2 separate regions of the Sus scrofa genome follow, and region 1 is linked to region 2. Evidence: chromatin contacts called from public Hi-C data. All regions are on one chromosome and are shown on one strand. Each heading gives the region's core, a stretch centred on a gene start, on an enhancer-like site or on the middle of the called end of the contact. The rest is flanking DNA. Distances are from core to core; before and after follow the strand shown.

Region 1 (2,700 bases), core at 200-2,699, 350 kb before region 2:
TTCTATGTTAATAAAATCCCTGGGATTGTTTTTAATATTCCCAGATGAATGGAGAAGAAGGCATATAGGGCTGAATTAAGAGCACAAAGCCCTCTTACAGACTTTGCTAGGAAAATGATTTCTTGCAAACCCAGTAGAACAGCTAGTACTATTTCTATAGTACTTCCTTCTAGCTGGTGGAAAGTCATGTTAACTGGGATGCTCATAATGAGGAAGAATGACTTCCTGACAAACTTAGCTTTTCTTCTCCATGCTTTTAATGCTAGAAAACCACTGTGTTCAATGACTGACTGCTGGCATGCCTAGTATGTGTAAGCTCGGGGCTAGGCAACAGATATAAATACAAAGTGGGATAAAGAAAAGATAAAACAAGATCTCTGTTTCTCTAGGCACTGAGTCTAGCAGAACAGCGAAAACAGATGCCAGTTCTGCTATAATAAAAGTATTTTGATATATCATAAAGGGTTGCAAGTATGGAGTGGATTTCCCTCCTTAATTTCATTTAGGGAAGTCCTAGAAAGATCTACAGAGAAGATGATGCCTAAATAATTTTAAAGGAACGAACAGAACTGATAAGCAAAGAGCAGATGAAGGCTGAAAAATTTTCTTGACCAGCTTTGATGAAAACAACATTCTATAGAATACTAAACAGTTTATGATTCTGCTGTTCAGGAAACACCAAAGTTATAACAAGCTTATTCAAAGACCTGTGTGCAGCATACTTTGCAGGGGCTGGGGGTGGGGGGGGGTGTTAAACCAGAAGGTATGCAGCACTCCTCACGCTTATTTGGCACAGAAGTCCTTTTTTAGCAAAACACCTTTAATAGAGTAGTGGTTCTTAGAAGATACCGTAAGCAGTCTGTACTGGATCATCTCTATAGAACTTTCTGACTCAAATTAGACAAGAGATCTGAAAAGAAAAATCCAGAGAAGATGAACATCAGCTATTTTAATGTCTTACTATTTAAGACTTCTTAAGCTATCATAAAATTCAGGAACTGTGTTCAGTGCAACTAAAGCTCCAAGAATCAAAATATGAGGGAAAAAGATAACCTGACAGCCAGCTAGAGATGGGTAAATTCACCTGGTACGAATTCATCCTAAGAGAAGTGGGTGTGAGACATTCAAACGTGGTCCAATCTAACCACAACAGAGGCCAGAGAGTGTCACTAAGATTTGCTCCTGCCTAGTCCACTCACTCTCTGCCAAGGACTTTGGTCTGGGATAAACACAAAGACATCAGTGGGAAAAAAAAAAAAAAAAAAAAGACTCATAAACGAAAACCAAAAAAACCCCTGACAAGTCATTTTCTCTACAAATCTCTCTATGCCTAGAGGAAAGCCCGAGAATATGAACTAAAAAAGGAACCTGGTGCATGGTCCTCCCTTCACTGCAAACCCATGGAGCTCTGGCACAGTGGGAGCACTCGTGTGTTCTCAGCACGGATGACAGTGCTCCTGGCAATGACTGGTGGGAAGTAGGTCAGGGCAGAAGCAGTGCACAGCAGAGGCAGTGAGACCAATGTGGCTGAAGGAAGTGAGGGTGATGGGTGAGGAACCAGTGCTGCACAGAGATGGCTACAAGGAACTGACCAAATTCATTCACTGGCACATACCAGGCCCACATGGGGGAACTTAGAAAGTATGGGGGGAGGGTCTATTAGGGACACTTACTGGCTAATAGCCACCAAAACCAGTAAAGTCTCAGTTGTATACACGACAAAATCAAAAGGGCTTCTTATTCAACAGAGATGACATAACCTGAAAGCTATGCTTCTAGGAGAGGATAGATAAAGAAGCCATACCACGAACATCATCACAAGACATACAGCAGTGAACAATGGCATGAGTTCTACAGCTAGAAGGCTTGGGTTCAAATCCAAGGTCTGACACCTACTAGCTATATGGCTTTGCCCAAGTTATTTAACCTCTCTGTATCTCAACTTCCTCACTGTAAAAGGGATAATAATTCCTACCAAACAGAGTTGCTATTAGGATTAAAATAAGTTTATAGGTAAAATCCTTACAAGGAAGTTCACCCCCCTAATTTCTTCCTGTGTAAAATGCAGATAATAGCCAGTATTTATGGTGTACATAGTCTATGTGTCTTTCACTGTTTTAAGCCCTTTGCATATAGTTCTCATCTCATAGTTTTATTTATTTATTTATTTTATTTATTTATTTTTTAATTTTCCCACTGAACAGCAAGGTCATCTCATAGTTTTAAAATGAACGAACATGGTGGATGAAGCACTAAAACAGTGCCAAGTATATGGGAAGCACAAAATAAACATAACTACTGCAACTACTACTATCAGTATTTATGCTGCTGCTGCTACTCTTTTTTGTTTTGTTTTTGTCTTTTTAGGGCTGCCCCCATAGCATATGACAGTTCCCAGGCTAGTGGTCGAACTGGAGCTATAGCCACCAGCCTACACCACAGCCAGAGCAACAGGGGTTCTGAGCCTCGTCTACAACCTACACCGAAGCCTATAGCAATGCCGGTTCCTTAATCCACTGAGCAAGGCCAGGGATCGAACCCGTGTCCTCATGGATACTAGTCAGGTTCATTACCACCGAGCCACAGCAGAACTCCAAATAGGATGTATCTTTTACTCCCAGGTCACGTTTTCTTATTCAGCATTTTATGGTAAATTTATCTGTAAATTCTTAACCTTTGGCAGCTTTTCTACAGTGTAAA
Region 2 (2,700 bases), core at 197-2,696:
ATTCACACAGCCAAAGAATGAACTTCTTGAACACACAGCAGCAGGCAAGAAAATAATTCCCAGGAAGCTGGGAGCAGGGAGAGGAGCCCCCCCCCCTCTACTGTCTTATAAGGGTTTTTATCCCTTAAAGATGGGAGGTACCAACGTGGTTTCCTCCCTCTGGCCTTTCCCAATTACCTATATCAGTCCTTGTCCAGTAGGAGTGATAGGGGTGGACCTGTCCCCTAAGTCTCATGGCTTCTTTGCCCTTCTCTTCCTGTAAACTGAGTCATAGGGTGTTGGGGATTAATGTCCATCTGGGTGTAGATACACTCTCTATAGTAAATAAGGCCTGTGGGCATGATGTTACTCCCTGGAATCCTTAAGCCACAAATGTTAATCAATAGCCATATCAAAGAATGCATTGAAGCCTATATTCCTACATGGACTACCTGAGTTTTTATTCTTCCTCACTATCATCCAGAAGCCCCTTTTATTCTTCCAGTCATATAGTTTTTGCTTTTCTCTTATGAGTGAAAATAGTATTTTTAAAATTATCTTTTTATTTTGAAATAATCTGAAATTGGCTTAACAAAAATTAAGCATCATTTCATGTGTTTAAGAACCATTTACATGTCTTTTTCTCTGAAGTGTATGTTCATATCGTTTTCCCATTTGTAGATTAGGTTGTTGGTGTTTTTGTCCTTGATTTGTAGAAGTGATAAGCAAATTTCAATCCACAGTAGAAAAGATATGAGCATTACTCTGGAATTTGTCAACTGTGGTTGACCCCTGAGAATGGATTATTCAGCATTTGGAACTCCAGAAAACCAGTAAAGAGTAAAGCAGCTCAGTAACTGGTATAATCAGTCAAGGGAGTCTTCTACCCTGGACCAGAGTCTGAGTAGCCCATTGCCTCTCTTGTTTAACTTGCAGGCTTGGCTGTCCCCACCCTATCCTCAAAAGAAACAGACAAACAAACAAACAAAAACCGTATAGCAAGTGGGTTCTTCTGTCAAGTGGGTAATTTATTCTCAAGTACCAAGCAAATGTTCTGCAGATAACCAGCCGAAAACCCAACCAGGGCAAGGGGAAGACTTGTTAAAGAGGAATGTCGGAGAAGGATCTCAGGAAATATTTGGCAAGAAGCCTCTTGCAGAAAAGAGATCCCCAGTCATGAATGAGCAGCCGACTAGAGTGCTCACAGAGAACCTCATCCCCAAGCTCAGCTCAGTCCCCACATCAAGGACGGAATCACTCTGCCTGGAGGAACTGGTTCAGAAAGAGCCTCAGGGGGAGGATACACACAGGAGGGGAGTTTCCCTTAAAAACAAAAGCAAATAAGTTTTCTGTTGTTATTATTGTTTTTCCCCTCTTATCTCCCTCTGACTGGACAGTAACCTCACACCACATGCCTTCCAGCGAACACTCATTACCCAGTAAATCATGTGACCCCTTCTGTTTACTTAGAGGTGCTTGCCCAACTGGGGCCTCTCATCCAGACCATTTCAGTAACCAGTAACCCGCTTCAGAGTGGTTTTCACTGGAAAGGGAACTTCTGGGCAACAGATAAGGCAACTTATTCATTTGCATAGAGGAACCCTGGAGTGACTCATTTGCATGGAGTTTTTCCCTGCGCTGCTGGGAGAAGCCATGAACCCTCAGACAGATTATGAAACTGCCAAAAAATGTCTTTAGAGAATACCAGCCCTATTTTCTACACAATATGGAGTGTCTATAGAAAATCTCCTTCCAAAATTAATACTAGGTTCCTTTTCAAAACTGTAATGCTTCAAATTCTGGAATCATTGAAATGCAAATGTAAATATTTTTGCTGAATGCTTTAGCAAAACCTCTGATAACAATTTTAACTCTGATTTTTTTTAAAAAAAGAAAAAAATGGCTACTTAAAATGAAAAGAAGGTGGAGATTGCTTTTGAAGAGATGAAATGCCTGGCCCTGAGTCCAAAGAAGTATATCTCTAAGTGGACCTGGGAACTTCCAAGGTCAGAATCTCCTGGGCTGAGCACTGAGGAAGTTCCCCAGGCCCTACCCCAGGCCTGAAAAATTAGAATTGCAATAAAATTGGGCTTCAGAAAATATGCTAGAGACAAACCACGAAAACAAAAAGTATAGCCACAAGAGAGTTCCCTGGTGGCCTAGTGTTAAGACATTTTCACAGCTGTGACACAGGTTCAGACCCTGGCCTGGGAACTTCTGCATGCTGTAGTCATGGCCAAAAAATTACTATTTTTTTCTTTTTATGGCCGCACCTATGGCATATGGAAGTTCCCAGGCCAGGGGTTGAATTAGAACTGTAGCTGCCCGCCTGCACCACAGCTACAGCAATGTGGGATCTGAGCCACACCTACACCAAAGCTTGCAGCAATGCCAGATCCTTAACCCACTGATCCAGCCCAGGAATCGAACTCATCTCCTCATGGGTATTAGTCAGGTTCTTAACCCTCTGAGCCATGACAAGAACTTCCCAAAAGATTAATAAATAAATATAAGAGTGAATTTAAAAAAATTATAGCCCCCTGGAGTTCCCATCATGGCTCAGTGGTTAATGAATCCAATTAGGAAGCATGAGGTTGTGGGTTTGGTCCCTGGCCTCGCTCGGTGGGTTAAGGATCTGGCGTTGCCTGCTGTGAGCTGTGGTGTAGGTCACAGAGGTGGCTCGGATCCTGTGTTGCTATGGCTGTGGCATAGGCTGGTGGC

Evidence for each region. Hi-C and Micro-C count contacts between places; a contact is called where the count stands out from the background.
Region 1: a contact with region 2 is called in a Hi-C map of liver, with 4 times the contacts expected there. The contact joins two enhancer-like sites. A contact is called at or near these places in 1 of 47 Hi-C or Micro-C datasets (liver) and 2 of 2 datasets of contacts at active chromatin or transcription factors (alveolar macrophages and skeletal muscle).

The regions. Positions count from the first base shown.
Region 1 is chr16:35,899,015-35,901,714 of Sscrofa11.1, reverse strand. The region is part of intron 1 of MAP3K1 (mitogen-activated protein kinase kinase kinase 1); the gene reads right to left. Among named protein-coding and RNA genes, the nearest start is that of MAP3K1, 28 kb to the right of the region's middle. Within about 2 kb of position 1,449, at least 14 of the 83 cell types and tissues checked have an H3K27ac peak or open chromatin away from gene starts, as enhancers often do. A contact at or near this core is called in alveolar macrophages and liver, where this site is marked.
Region 2 is chr16:35,550,512-35,553,211 of Sscrofa11.1, reverse strand. The region is part of intron 2 of ANKRD55 (ankyrin repeat domain-containing protein 55); the gene reads left to right. Among named protein-coding and RNA genes, the nearest start is that of ANKRD55, 110 kb to the left of the region's middle. Within about 2 kb of position 1,446, at least 23 of the 83 cell types and tissues checked have an H3K27ac peak or open chromatin away from gene starts, as enhancers often do. A contact at or near this core is called in alveolar macrophages and liver, where this site is marked.